Linked DNA regions of Danio rerio: region 2 is linked to region 1. Evidence: chromatin contacts called from public HiChIP or PLAC-seq data. All regions are on one chromosome and are shown on one strand. The core of a region is the stretch at or near the end of the contact, and the rest is flanking DNA. Distances in the headings are between cores, read along the strand shown. Region 1 has its middle 6.3 kb from the start of rem1. Region 2 holds the start of rbm39a (RNA binding motif protein 39a).

The links. HiChIP or PLAC-seq counts read pairs in DNA pulled down with a chosen protein or histone mark.
Region 2: an H3K4me3 HiChIP or PLAC-seq map of gastrula embryo shows a contact between it and region 1, with 2.9 times the contacts expected there. The contact joins the promoter of rbm39a here to the enhancer-like site in region 1. A contact is called at or near these places in 10 of 18 Hi-C or Micro-C datasets (caudal fin, embryo, fibroblasts and 4 more) and 3 of 4 datasets of contacts at active chromatin or transcription factors (caudal fin, embryo and gastrula embryo).

What each region holds. Positions count from the first base shown.
Region 1 is chr11:26,357,037-26,364,937 of GRCz12tu, reverse strand. It overlaps a transcript of pnp4a not described here. Among named protein-coding and RNA genes, the nearest start is that of rem1, 6.3 kb to the left of the region's middle. Within about 2 kb of position 3,512, at least 9 of the 62 cell types and tissues checked have an H3K27ac peak or open chromatin away from gene starts, as enhancers often do.
Region 2 is chr11:26,393,105-26,401,005 of GRCz12tu, reverse strand. rbm39a (RNA binding motif protein 39a) reads right to left here and starts at 4,196. Exons shown (of 16, transcript NM_001012304.1): 1 at 3,946-4,196; 2 at 3,366-3,431; 3 at 1,732-1,781; 4 at 1,467-1,649; 5 at 930-995; 6 at 776-829; 7 at 576-693; 8 at 342-494; 9 at 126-263; 10 at 1-52. The coding sequence starts at 3,416. It also overlaps a transcript of rem1 not described here.

The DNA of each region.
Region 1 (7,901 bases), core at 2,263-4,762:
ATAATTTGTGGGGTGGGATCAAAATCGGTGACATAGCATGTATCTGCTAGTGAAGTGATGACGCGTCGGTTTGTCATTATTACTCATAGCACAGTTTTCTTATCCCATGAGAAGACCCAGCTTCTTAGTTATTCATGAGTGCATGTGCTTTCCGAAGGCAAAACAGACCTGCCAAGCTGTAAGACCCAATGACAGGGTAAGACCACGTCCACGTATGGCACGGGTTGTATGTTTGTTTCCGTGATCCACAGGGTTTGTTGCATGTTTTTCCCTGTGATGCTGTCCCGGCTGATACAGCAAATCTGTTGGTTTGCATCAAGGATTTTTGTCAAGAGATCTGTGCGAGAATTGGAGAATTTATGACTTGAGTTCGTTATCATTCAGACATCGCCTAAATCCGTGCTGCAGTGTTTGCCTATGTTTAAAACCTCCAGATTACCAGCAGGGCTAATGGTTGAAATAGATAAAGAGACCTGTTGCACTGCTAGCCACTGTGTCTGCAATCAGAACTGGGTATTGAGGAAGACAGAAGTCCTTATAGAGTTATAGAGTTTAAACACGATTGTCTTTATAATGATATAACAAATTGTGGTTATCTGTACATGAAATTATGAATAACAAAGATAGCAGGGCATTAAATTACTTACTCTTTATTTCTTTGCATTTTAACTTAGTAAACTGTAAACTCACAGGTCTCCTCACAGTTTGTTTCTCATTTTGTGAGCCACCTGACAGTTGTTTTCCCCTATCTTTTTCCCCTGCTCTGTCGGCCATGCCCATTTCTACCTCTGCTGGCAGCGCTCCACGCCCAACATGAAACATTTTTTGAAAAAATGAGGGTAGACTTGAACTGAAAGAGGTTGCTTTCATGACCCTTTAAACAATCAGGAGGAAATTTCTTTTTAAAATTGTAAAAGTTTGTGTCCCTACAGCGAGATTATTCTATATTAATATAAAATGTCTGATTTTTAAACATGTAATGCTACAAAATGAACATGGTCATGAAACATCCACAGCTTAGTTTATGTGGCACTAAAATACACACAGTATGCATTAGCATGTCTGAAGACACATTAGTAAATCATGGTAGCTACACTAAAGTGATTGTGCTTATAGAAATGAAAGTGAGGATCAAGCCAATAAAACAAACTGAAAGCATAGACAGATAAAGAAAAGATGATCTATAAAATTGTTTGACTCAGTAAAATGATTTAATGTAGTGGCTCCATTGATTTCCATCTGTAATATATAGCAGCTGAAGGAAAGACTCAAAAAGGTAATGCGTTCAGCACAGGGCTACACGGGGAGTAAATCCTCATGAGGTATATTGAGATGGACGTCCATATCTGGAGTACACCTAAAATACAGACATCACAGTGACAGTTACTGTTTACAGCTTATACAACCTTAAAGGGACAGTTCAACCAAAAATGTAAGTTCTGTCATCACTTATTTATCCTCATATTCTTAAAAAACAGAAGTGGGCATTCTGAAGAACTTGTTCTGCCATATGAAAGTCATTTTATGGAGTATAAATTACATAAGAACTCTATGATTTTTATTAAGTACATGCACTTAATATCTAGATACATCCCTAACAATGTCAGAACAGTTAGGTTTAGACAATCTATTACATAGATTTGTACTTGAGTAAAAAGAATGCAAAATAAACCCATGTTGTTACCTTATATAACCCAGTACTTAAAGTAGTCTAAGGACACAAATACTAAAATAAAGTACAACTACATTTTACATATGCACAGTGTATTAAAGTATGTTAGTTAGTTACATAATAATAATAATCTAACTTGCACATTTAAGGTAATGTAATCTGACAAAAAAAGATTTTTGACCTTACATATTAAATAAGTTTAATAATATTGGCCCAAATACAAAGAGAAAGAATCAAGAATCAATAATTTTATAGGAAAAAAATCAATAAAATCACTAATTGATTTAAATATAAATAGTTTTACAAGTCAATAATTTTATTGGAAAATAAAAATCCAAATATTAATAAACTAAAACACCTAAATTAATAAATGTTAACTGATGATTCAACTTTTGTTAACTAAATGTCATGTTACCAAAAATAATTTAGATTTGGCGTAAACTGTGAACAATATGCAAATGGGATGTTAAATATTTGACGTTAACATAAAATGAAATGAAATCAAGGTAAACATTTTAGACATATTACACAAATAACCATGAATAAAATCATGTTAGTGTGTATTAATATTAAATGGTCTTGCAGGTAATATTAAAAGTCTTGCAGGTTTTAAAAATTTAAGTTAAGATTTTTAGAATTCTTAAATGGTGAATGCCTCAAGATATGATGAATAATTTGCTTTTTGTATTTTACAATAAAATAACTGTAAGCCATAATATCTAAAGGTATTCAGTAAGACCAGAGGTGGCCAAACTTGGTCATGGTGGGCTGGTGTCCCACAAAGTTTTGCTCCAACTTACTTCAACACACCTGCAAGTAAGTATACCAAGTAAAAACTTGATTATCTTATTTAGGCATGTCTAGTTGAGGTTAGAGCTAAACTCTGCAGTACACCGGCCCTCCAGGACAGAGTTTGGGCACACCTGAGTTAGATAATATATAGTATTAAAGCAAAATACAATCTAATTACTACTAATAGTACTTTTGTTATTGTTTTACATGTATTCACTTGTATCAGTGCATCAGTTAGGCCCCAGCACTATATAGCTTTGGAAAAAAAAAAGATTTCTCTGGATTTATTAGGTATGGCTTTAAGAAAAATGCTAATATTTATTTTTTATAAAGGTCTGATAACATTTCTTCCACATTAAAAAAAAAAAAATTCATTTAGAGATTTCTGAATTTTTTAAATTGGTGATATGTATTTTTTGATTTGTTGTGAGTGAAAATCAATCATGAATTCCTAACTACTCTAAGGATGAAAGAGTTGTATTGTGTTAGACACGCAACATTTTATAAAATGAACATTATATGTATAAACATTATATAAAATGCCCTAAATGACATCAAATTTTTTTGAATTTGAAAGAAATATCAACTGTGTTTTCAAAATTAAAACAACAAAAATTATGTTTTATCCAAACACGCAAGTAAATTGCCAGTGATATACTGTATATGGGCAGCTAGAATAAAAGCAGTTTTTGATTTTTCAAACACCATTTTAAGGTCAAAATTATTAGCCTCTTTAAGCTATATATTTTTTCGATAGTCTACAGAACAAACCATCATTATACAATAACTTTCCAAATTACCCTAACCTGCCTAGTTAACCTAATTAACCTAGTTAAGCCTTTAAATTTAACAATGAGCTGTATAGAAGTGTCTTATATGTCTTTTGTTATATATATGAATATATATTTATGGCCATAAACTTGTTCACCACAGCCTGAGACAGTTTGTTTAAGACAGGAAACATGAGAAGTTTCTCTGCTGGGGCTCTGGACATCTGCAGATACTAAAGCCATGTCTCTGTCACGAGCAGAGCAGGAAATCCCAGATCTGTTTATCATTATCTCCATTTAATGGAAACCTTTATAATTTGGTGCTCAGTGTGACATGATATGCGAACACGCTAAATGTTTTTGCTTGTTTTCCATGTTCTTTGTCCCCAAGGCCAAAACACTTAAAGACCAAAAGTCCATATGAATAAATCTTAACTGTAACAGCTCCCATGGGTGGCAAGAGGTCGTGCTTGCACTCGCACGGCCTTGGAATAAAGTGTCCGATTGTTTTGGAGATATGACCGATTGTCATGGAGAGGAAAATGACATGTTGTTTTGGAACAGACTGTTGGGAAATGTGAAACCTTCATTAACCTTTCATGGGCGCCAGGGATTCCATGAATGTACAGCATTCTCTTGTTCTTCATTTATCTTTAAGATGGCCTTTAGAGTCATTTCCAAAACTGTGTAATATAACACCATCTTCATCAGCCCAATCCTTTTTCCAAACCAAGCCTTTGTTTCAGAGTAGATAAGGTACCTCTTCCTCCAGCTTATCTGATTTTCAATGTCAGATCTCCAATAAAGCTACTTGGGTTAATGAAAGTGTTGCTCAAAAAAAAAAAAAAAAGAAAAGAAATAAGATAAAACAAATCATTAAAATAAACCATTTTTAAAATTCTTAACCATTATCAAACAAATGAAGCTTGGTTCCCTATTTTTGGAACAACAAGGATAAAAAAAGTGTATGTTTAAACATGATTTAGAAGTGCAAAATGTACTTTAAAATGACATTAAATATTTATCTAAATAATTATTTTATCACCTTATAATTGTGTGATATATACTGTATTACATAATTGTACCAAAAACTTTTTACAGCCCAGGCTCACTGAAAATACGTGCCTCAGCATACTTTTTTCAAAATGTAAAGTACATTACCCTGGGTAAGTTTCATTGTGCATTTCTAATGACAAATCCTCTAGAGGGTGCTGTTAATTTTTTTCTAAAATCTAAAATATGTTACTAAGCAGTCCCTCCAGGATTTCGCAGGACTTTTTTTTCTAAAATGACTGATTTTGCTGCAACATTTTTTAAAATTTGCGGCAAAATTTTGTGTTGATTTGCTGTAAAAAATTATACCGCAGACAAAAGTCTTTACTATATTAATTTTTAATTACTCCTAGACCCAAACAGTGGGTTCTGTGACTTAAATTTTAAAGGGCCACGAAACACCAAAACACATTTTTTGAGCTGTTGACAGTCGTATATGTGTCCCACACTGCTAGAAACACTATTAGGACACCTATATTTCACTAAAAAGTGTAAATTGTTTTTTTTTTGTGTTATTTCAAGCAAATTCGTACTTCTGGTTTGAAACTAATTTTGAAGCTGCGTCACGGCCATGACATAATAGCCTGTATTCCAGCGTGCAGACTGGACTTCTGTACAAGAGTGTGTCTTATTACGTCTTACAGTGTGTTGCATTAATGCATGAGTAAAGCTTGGTTCGAACCAATCAGCGGTCTCTACTGTTTAACTTCATTATTATTCATTACTGTCTCAGTGTTTAGACGACAGAGACGCCACGTTGTGTTGGCAAAACCAGCGTGAAGTGTTGCTTTTTTAGTTTGCTGCAGTTAAGTTTTGTTTTCATTTTCTCTCTGTGGGAGTGCAGCTGGACTCACGTGTGGATTAACAGTGTACGCGACGCGCGACAACAATAACTTGCGTGTCTAAGGAGGAACATTGTTTACCTGAGAGCTGTTCTCATCTGCAAACGCTGAGATCCGGATTCACTTGTAGTCTCCTCTTAATGAAGATTTGGTAAGTGAGCAACCAGTGCTCTTTGTTTATTCAGTTTGTTCGTATCAAACAAACTATTGCACCGAGTGTAAACATGTTAGCACTACAACCAAACTATAACCTCATGTAGGATTTTCACCGCATTTTGTGTACGGAATAACACATGCGGCTTTCTGACACTACCTGCCGTGTGCATCTAAGTTTCCGGGAAATGCTGAGGTTTTTTTTTCCCTCATTCGCTGTGCGGTATCAAACTACATGAAAAATACACGCTTAGAGCAGATCCTCGAATCAAATATCTCGTTTGTCGTGAGGGACATGAATGAATTCCCTGAATGAAAGAGCCAAACTGCAGTTAAAGTCCACCATTTAGTAATTTGGCAAAGAATTCGACCACAGATGTCCATGTAAACACAGTCACTTTGTCCCCTGTTGGGTGTGTGTTTTGACTCTGAAATTCACAGCGCCCAAATAGACACTCCCACACCATGCCCCTTTTCTTCCTCCGACACTCCCCCCTAAACAGAGCTGGACACGCCCACTTTTCTGACTTTTTCGAAAGTAGAGGTGTGAAAACACCCTGCTGAAATGAGGGGGTTTTATGGACCTTTAAGGATACTGTGTGTTCAAAACAAATCTTGTAACCATATATAAATTATGTGTGCACAACAGCTTAAAGATTAAAATCCACTAAATCATTGCAAAAATCATGAAGGCCATCCCAGGAAAAAAATTAGTGCTGTTGTTTTTCCATAGTTGAAGTCAAAATTATTCTTCCTCCTAAGATTTTTTTTTTTCTTTTTTAAATATTTCCCAAATTTTGTTTAACAGAGCAAACAACTTTTCACAGTATTTCCTATAATATGTTTCTTCTGGAGAAATTTTTAATTAAACTTATTTGTTAAATTTTAGCTACAATACAATTACATAAAAAAAAACATCTTAAGGTCAATATTATTTGCCCCTTAAGCAATATTTATTTTTTCAACTGTCCACAGAACAAACCAGCATTATATAATGACTTGTCTAATTACTTTAACTTTCCTAATTAAACTAGTTAAGTCCTTAAATGTCACTTTAAACAGAATAACAGTATCTTTAAGCTGAACACTATGTTTTCTACTCTTGTTAGTGCGTGTGCTGTGAAAGAGGCTTGACACAATGCCTGTGTTATGTGCTGTGCCCGCAACAAGTCTTTATTTAACTAATTTTACTCATCTCATGTTTTCACAGTCTTTCGAAGTAATTGTTGTAGGTGAATTCAAATTTGTATGTTTACTCATATTTAAAGTGCGCTGTCTACTTCATCTGGTTAAATGCTGAGTTACAGATCAGCGTAAACATATACTGCCACCTAAAATCATGATGTTTGTAAAATCATGGCTTGGCAAGGGTTGTTGGCATCCACATGGCCTTTGTTTTGGGTGAATCAGTGTCATGATGACGTCATAAAAAGCTTCTAGACCCCGAATTTGCGAGAAATGCTTAATTTTGCTTGATAAATTTAGCTATCACAAAATCGGAAAATCCTGGAGGGATTGACTTAGGGCAGGGTTTTTCATAGTCTAAGACAGTGGGCCTCCCTTTTGACACAACTTATCCATTGGCGCCCCCCTCCTCCCAAACACGCACGCACGCACGCGCACACACACACACATATATATATATATATATATATATATATATATATATATATATATATATATATATATATATATATATATATATATATATATATAAAACACAGACAGATGTCAGACTGTTAACTCACTTTTATCATCATTTGCATGAAAGTGCAATTATTTACAGAGTAATAACAAGTATTTTAATATAACGTTTTTAAAACTAGGATGATGGTTCAATATGAATAAAACAGATTCAAGAACTGTCCATCCCAGTCAAAACAGTCGAAGTTTAGCAGGTCTCATGCTGTCATTAGCCAAAATATTTTGACAAACCACACATAAAGGTCGTGGTTCATCAGCTGGTCCTGTCCACGTAAATCCTAAACTCAAATACTGATTATCATATCGTCGTCTTTTGGGTTTAAGCCCTGAACTTGAAGGCTTTTGTGGCGAGGGGGCGTGGCCGAGAGCCGTGGGAACGGAGTGAGGCCACCGCTTAAGTGGATACACCTGCGGTGCGCACCTGCCTCGGATCCCATGGAAGGAGCTCTAGATCATAAAAGGAGGAACGAGGGCAGAGGAAGCCGGGAGAGGACCGGGCCCGGACATATTTTACTTTTGCTTTCAGTTTGACGGCAGTCTCCGTGAGGAGCTGCAGTCTGTTTGTTTTGGTTTAGACGGCAGCCTCCGTGAGGAGCTGCCGTCACTGTTATTAATAAATCATTTTAAAACTATGTCGGTTCTCCGCCTCCTTCTTCCCGGCGGCCAAAGGGCCGTGAACTTCATTACAGCTTTGAATCGGGGGGGTCTCAGAAACCGACCCATTGTATTAGCAGGCATATACCTGTATTGGCGGGCTTGCCAAACAGAAGCTAATTCACAGCTATGGCCTTCTGGGTAAAAATGGTTTTCTTATATTTGACGTATTTTTTTTTTTTGCTTTGTTTAATTAAAACGTTTAAATATAATAAAAAATACATATAATAATTAAACTTAATAATTATATTTTTATTATAT
Region 2 (7,901 bases), core at 2,947-5,446, 35 kb before region 1:
ATCCTTTAGATCGTCCTGTTTCACTGTCCATCATCAGTTGGATACTATCAATCTGTACGAGCAAGGAAAGATTCATGAATAATGTATCAATTCAAGGTGATAAAATAACAGTAAACACTATTTACCCTTCCAAATGGTTCAAAAATTCCTCGGAGCATGTCTTCTGTGATGTTGAAATGCAATGAGCCAACATAGAGCCTCATGGGTCCTGCGCTGCCCTTCTGCAAGTTATTGGCCAATGCAGCGGCTCTGTTCTTCTCAGCCTGGGGATAAAACATGTGCAATCAAAAAAACGTCACATCTAAAACCAAAGCATTTTTTGCTTCTCCAGACACTGTTACCTGTGAAGCCTGGACAATGATTGGTACTCCAAGAAGCCTTTGTCCAGATAGACCAATTGCCAGGGGTACAGATGTGGAATCCACAAACTCAATGTAAGCAATTCCTTTGGATCTTCTGGAGTTTCGGTCAGAGATGATTCGCACATCTCGTACCTTAAAAGAAAAACATAATCAATTAGAATCCAAGCTTAGTGGGGAAACGGGTCAAAGTTGTCCAAAGTGAAACAAACAGACTTTTCCAACTGCAGAAAAGAATTCTTCTAGGTCTCGTGGCCGGATTCTGGCTGCCAGCTGCATACAGAACACTGTGCGAGCATCTCTTTCCTCAGGGGTGAGATTGTCAATGGGCTGTCTGTTAGCAAATGACAAAAATAAATGAATAAATATAACTAGAGATAACAATGGAGTAATTTTCAATGCTGAAATGATCTTACCTTACAGGGCTTCTATCTTTCTTGAAAGGACTTCGGCTTCTAGACCTTCTTCGACTGAAAGAGAATTTTTGTTAGCACTTTTGCAAAGAGTTTCCACATGTGATACATAGAAAAAGCAACTACCCACACACAACAAAAATAGTATAATAGAAACCTTAGTTTGATGGCAGGTGGTGGGCCAGTCTTCCCCCTGGGACCACCGTTAAATTTCAGGCCAGAACTGTGATTTAAAAACAAGGTTTTCAAGGTTTTTAATCTCAGTATCTATGACTAATTGCTCTACTGCTAGCGCTAAATATACACGCAAGCTTCAATGGGGAACAAGGATGAATGTTGTACACATTACAGCAAATGCCTTGTTTTGTGGGGGAGTCAACCCATCTCTGCTTATTCACCAATGATAACGAACAGGATAGACACTATACTCCTCTGCCTTCTTGGTAATATTCCCTGCAAGACATGCTCATACCCTCCATGGGCACCATGAGAACCTTTTACTTCAGGTTAAAGACTATGACATTCATGAAGTTGAATCAAATAATGAACTGGTGTGATGCAATTAAAATAAAACCAAACAGTAAAAAAAACATTTTGATTGGCCTAAACATGCATATTACATCATGAGTGCCATGTCTGAACTCTATGGACATTTGGCAAAGACTACAACCCAAAGCAAAAGTTGGTCACTTACAATGGAGCTCTGTAGCGACCGCCGCGCTCCCTGCTCCGAGAACGGCTGCGACGTCTCTCCTTGCTGCGGCTGCGCTTCCGGTCTCTGCTGCGGCTCCTCCTCCGGTCATGACTCTTTTTGCGCTCGCGACTCTTGCTTCTCTTCCTGTCCCGACTCCGGCTGCGACTTTTGCTCCTCTTTTTTCTTTTGATTGAAAAGTTGAGCGTCAGTTTAGTAAAAGATTAAGCATATTGAAGGAAACTGCTATAAAAGTAGGAAAACTCACTTCTTGCTCCGCTCCTCGTGGCCATTGGTACTTAAGGACTTGTTGTCATCCTAAGCAGGGTCGATAGAAGACAGCATGAGGAGGACGGCGAAACATTTCAAGTCGTAAGGATAAAGAAGGGATGGGAACAAAAGAGAATATGATATGATCATTAAATAAGAGTTCATTACAGGGTTTGTGTGGGAGGACGACAAATACAAGGGGGACCTTTAGAAAGCAACCACAAGGCTGCCAATGTCGTTCTTCCTTACTTGTGCTTGCATTACTTGTGTGAAACGGCCAAACATTGCTAGTGCTATGCTGGGTATGTAAAGCAGCATTGATTTTTTTTTTTAAAGACATCATTCATTAAGCAGCCCAACAGTTTCAGTACCAAGGCTATCTGAGCCTAAGACCCAAAGTGGCAACGCTAGCAGCCAGCCACTAAACGAGCTCCAGTGGTGGATGCCATTCCAGTGATCTTCACCCCATATGCCTTCGTGGATTGAAAGAGCTCGATGCCACCTCAGTCACACATCTCGCCCTGAAGCAAACAGGGATTCACACGGCTTAGTAATAGCGACTCCCACAGACCATCTAAAGTTGAGTTGATCTTTTGTTGTTGTTAAGAGGCTAGACGATTTACATGATAAATGTATTTTACAGTATCTTTATGACATTAAATGCTGAGCCCCATCATTCCCCGCTTGTAAAATCGCAAAATAACCATTAACAAGTATTTTTAAATGTCAGCAGCATGCATAACTAAAATATGACATATACATTTTTTTATAAATAGTTAACCAAAAACACAAACCTGCTGTTAACTCAGTCACCCTCGGGCCATCCAAGATGTTGGTATCTTCTTTAGAATATAATTTTTTTTACCTGAAGCTGTGGTCCTTAATGATTAAAAAAAAATTCAAGTCAACAGCTTCCGGCGCTTTTAGATGAATAAAAATATTCTTTAATCTTTAACAGAAGTAGGAAGAAAACTACACCTACATCTAGGATGGCATGTGTGTGTGAGAACAGCACATTTTTATTTTTAGGTGAACTACCCCTTTCATTTTGGTTTATTTTCAAATCCATGAATAACGAGACTCTGTGGATTTGCTTGGATACGTCATCTCCAGGATTTCTGCACTAAGATTATGACATTTTAGACCAATATATTTTCAGTGGATACCTCCCATATGTTTATACTATAAAACATGCAGCATTATTCTAGCCATTATGGAAGAAAAACTTCCTTGTAAAAGCTAAGAAAACCATGCATACAATAACAAATACAGTCTCCACAGAGTTTATACCAGATCTTTATGTTCATCCACTGCATTTATTCTGGCGGTACCTATGTATCAATTTTGCCTATGTATTTCAACCAAGGGTACCACAGTACATCAATATATTGGGCAATTACTACCTTCATTTTTTTGACAGTTCACACTGGAATTCATGGGAGTAGAGGTGAGATATAGGCAAGTCTACAAAAAGAGATAGATGGGCAATTTATTCATTGAAACCACTATCACAGAAACATTCAAGTTATTGATCTGACAATAAAGACTTAGAGAAAACACGACTGGTTAGCAGTTTCAAACCAAAGGTCTACAGATTATTGAGCACATTTATCAACTTGAACAAATACCCACCTTTTTATATGGAGCCTCGAGCATTGCTTCAATGTCCAAATCATCGGCCATGTTGTTGTTGTTGATCTGCAAACGAGGAAAATTGTGTTTTTACAGCTGTTTGAGTGTTAAACTTAATACATAAACAACATTTAACAGTATAGGATATTTAAATGAACCGTATCTCAAAATAGCCCCCAAACTGTACATTGCTGACTTCGCAGACACGCGTGACTGGACGGGGTCATAAAACGCACGCTTAACGTTAGCTTCCTGGCTAATTGTTTTTCTCATAGCCAGTCGATATCAAACCAGTTATTTGTCGTATTTTGAAATAGTTGGTGCATTACTAGCAAATATACCAAACATATGTGAACTGTTAGATGTTTTTTTGTCAACATTTAGGTAGGGAATTTTAAAGCTTGCTTTGTTAGCTTGCGAGCTAACAGGCTGAAGTCGTCTCGTTATAGCAAACAAACGGAAAGTACCATCTTTTAATATTGAAAATACAATGATAGGATTTCAATACATAACTTTTCCACACAACACCTACAATAACGTTTCTCCAAACAGCCACTAATAGTTGGCCCTTTCGCCTTACCTTAAAACGTTTACACTGCGGCCTACAGAGCGTCACAGTCTTGGCTCCACAAACGAGCGGTAAATCCCGGATCTACGGTCCGTTTCAGCTACAGTTGCAACCCTGGTCGATTGATTCGAATCCACGCAAACCTAAAAAACACAATTATATTAAGCCAAAACTTTGTCGTTTCAATTAATACTAGTCACAATGTGTGCGTTGCGGTTATAAACGACGAACTGACTGGCGGCAAACAATCCCTGCGCGTGCACGTCTCGTCTTGTTGCATAAGAAGAGTAACGCGCGAGCCCGAGAGTCCAGCAGAGGGAGCTCGTGTTTAACACACTGAAAGCGGAAAAACCGAGAAGCCCCTGTCTGCAGCCTGCAGAAATGGGCGGAGATGAATGTGGGGCGGGGCTGCACATTCAGCCACGCCCACCTGTAATTTCATTGGTTAGTGGAAACGAATAGCGTGAATGCCCACTACGTGATGTCAGTAAACAGGAAATGCATTTTCAACTTCTTAAATATTGTTTTTATTGTTAATAAACACAAAAATACACAAAAGTGGTCATTCTTGCTGAGTGTTTTATATGTTAATTATGTTAACAGTTATGTGAATTTCATAATGGTATTTCTCCTGCTAAAAAATATTACAAAAGACTCAAAAGACTCTTTTCACAATGGTGTCACTTAAGAAATGCAGTGATTTTAATTCTGATATTTTAATGGTTTATTATTTTGCTTCAAAATGCTATTGCATATTGCATATTTACAACAAATAAAGACAGAGTCTGAAAAAATCAATAAATAAAAATGCAGTGTTTTAGTTCAGTTTAATTTTTTTTACCTTTGAATGGGAGAGATCTCTGGAAAATTTACAATTGAAAATATTAAAATTATACTTTGATTTAAGGCTATTCAAAATATTGGCCATGTGTCCAATTGTTTCTCTTTTAATACTGCACTGCTTTGAGTTTTATTAAGAGCAGGGATAAGATATTATTTATTAAGGGAAGTATATGTTTGTAACCTTTTTACTTATTAAATCAGATTATTTCATCATATAATGGATTTATTTTTACTTTTATGCTGCTATGAATATAAACGTATATTATCTGTTATATGTAAATGTTCCAGCATGATTAAATTGTTTTATTTTTTTTTCATATTACATGGTGTGTCATCTATGGATGCAATCAATTTTATTATTTATTATTTACTAATCCATTAAAGTTTTGTTCAGTTTCTCCATTTGAATGAAGACAGTGCTCTGCTGCTACCTACTGGGTGGTTTTAATATCTGTTCTACATTTTAATTAGTAAGTTACAAATAATTTTATAATCTAATATTACTGAATTAAAATGCAGTCTTCTTGGTTTTATTTTTGTAATATTTGTAGATACAGGGTAAATACTTTAATACCACTTTCTAACAACCCTTCTGGATCCATTTCTTCACTGTAGATCTTTAAAAATATTTTTTGTAATGATTTTGTTTGGTTATTAAGAGTCACATACAACATTGTTATTCTATTTCATTTAATTAGAATATTAAATACACTTAATATTATATTAATAGGGTGGCAAAAATGGACAGTTTTATTTATTACTTATCTATTAGGACACAAATTAAAGAAAATAAATTTGACATTAATAAGTGCAGCACTCGTGTAAACTTCTAAATTTTTAATTTGACAAATGCTGATAAATACATACCAACTTCATCTTCAGTAAAAACACCAACACAAAGCAATACACTGTTGTAAGTCCCTCTTTCTCGGTTCAAGTAAAAATCTGGCAGATGTTTTTTTAGATGTCAGATGTCTCACCTACAGAACATTGTGTATGCACATGCACACATGTACAAAAGGAAGACTGACAATTTATAGAAAAAAAAATAAATTTAAGATACAGCAGTTTGTAATTATTATTACCTTTAATAAACATAAAAACAATTATATATTTTTTACAGGGAAATTCCACTACAGAAGTAACAATCTGCTGAGCAATATATTGGGAAGTCATTTGTTGAACAGAATGCTTGCAGGACCCCCCTCTCGCCATACCCAACAGACAAAGCACTTTGTCAAAGTATATGGCACTCTGATTGATGACACCTAAATAAAATCAAGTACATATTTAAGCAAGACACAACCATAATTCAAAGTTTTAAAACTAACGGAGTACTGTAAAAAGTGCTTGGCATATTCTGTACTCTTTATCACACACACACACACAGCCTGCTTCTTGAATTTTGGATTACTGACAATGGCTCGGCGAGGCAGTGGCGCAGTAGGTAGTGCTGTCAACTCACAACAATAGGGTCGCTGGGTCACTGATTCGAACCTCGGCTCAGTTGCCGTTTCTGTGTGGGGTTTGCATGTTCTCCCTGCCTTCGCGTGGGTTTCCTCCGGGTGCTCCGGTTTCCCCCACAGTCCAAACACATGCGTTACAGGTGAATTGGGTAGGCTAAATTGTACGTAGTGTGTGTGAATGTGTGTGTGGATGTTTCCCAGAGATGGGTTGCGGCTGGAAGGGCATCCGCTGCGTAAAAACTTGCTGGATAAGTTGGTGGTTCATTCCGCTGTGGCGACCCCGGATTAATAAAGGGACAAAGCCTACAAGAAAATGAATGAATGAATGAATGAATGACAATGGCTCAGCAGGTCCTGGATGTCAGTGAGAGTTGCAGAAATGTCCCATCACCATCCTGTGTGACAACTCTCAGTAGGATACACTGCAGGATCTCAGGCGGCATCTGTACAAAATAACCAACAATCATCAACATGTCGCTTAACATACAGTATATTAAAGTTAAACTCAAATAATTAAATATGTTTGTACTAGGCATGCCCCCTCCTCACATTCCCCTTTGCATAAGTTTCATTCATGGGTTATAAAGTAAACAAAAAAAAGAGAACATGAAGTGTAAATAAATATATAAAAAAAAAATAAAAGTAAAAATCTATTAAAACAAAAAGAGAGAAAGAACTGAGGTAAAATAAAATAAAACAGAGAATATGCTCCACAAGAATCATAGTGATGAATATATCAATGCCAATGATCTGCAAACAGAATGTAGTATAGATCAGTAAGTTAAGAATCAAGTTTTATATTGTGCATATTTAGCATTAACATTACCAGAATATGTAAATTAGAGAACATGTCACAAAGAAAAATATATTTTGTTATCTTTGATATCAATAAACTTCTTCTGATGGACTGTGTTGCTCGAAACTCTTTAAAGTTTACATTATTCTTTTAAGTGAATAAGACCACTAACTGTACGATCAACCTGGAAAACGCCAACCCTAACACAGAAAACATTTTTTTAAAGGCTTTAAAACTTCATTTCTCCTTAAAGGCTTTTAATTAAATAAATTACACATACTACGTAGCCCGTGAGGTGTACTGCACTATAATTTAACCATTTAGGCTACATGACAGAAGACGTGTACTTACCATGCAGAGATGAAAACCGGAATCGAAAGCATACATTACATCAACGTCAATATGTTTCCGTGAACCAATGAAAGACTTGTAGGCGGAGCGACATGTTCAGTCCCGCCCATTTATGGGCGGGGGTGAATATGCAGCCCCGCCCCGTGTTCAGCCCCGCCCCGATCTGCGGGCTGCAGACGGGTGTACTTGGAAAAACTGGGAAAAACGAACTGGAAACAGTAAATGGACACGCAGACGATACCCTTGATGGAAAAAAAACAACGACCCTTGATGATACCCCATTACCACACCCTGATACTTTCTTTCTTTTTTATTGAAGCATATAACTTATAAGCATACAGGGTTATGATGATCCATCATATTTAAATAATTTAGATTGTACAGCTTATTTTTTCCATTATTAGATATATTTTAGCCTACTTGTTTCTTCTAATTGAGGTCAAATAATTACAAAATATTTTAAAAAGTTTGCAGAAAAAATTAAGAGAGGGAGTAACAGACGTTACTTTTGC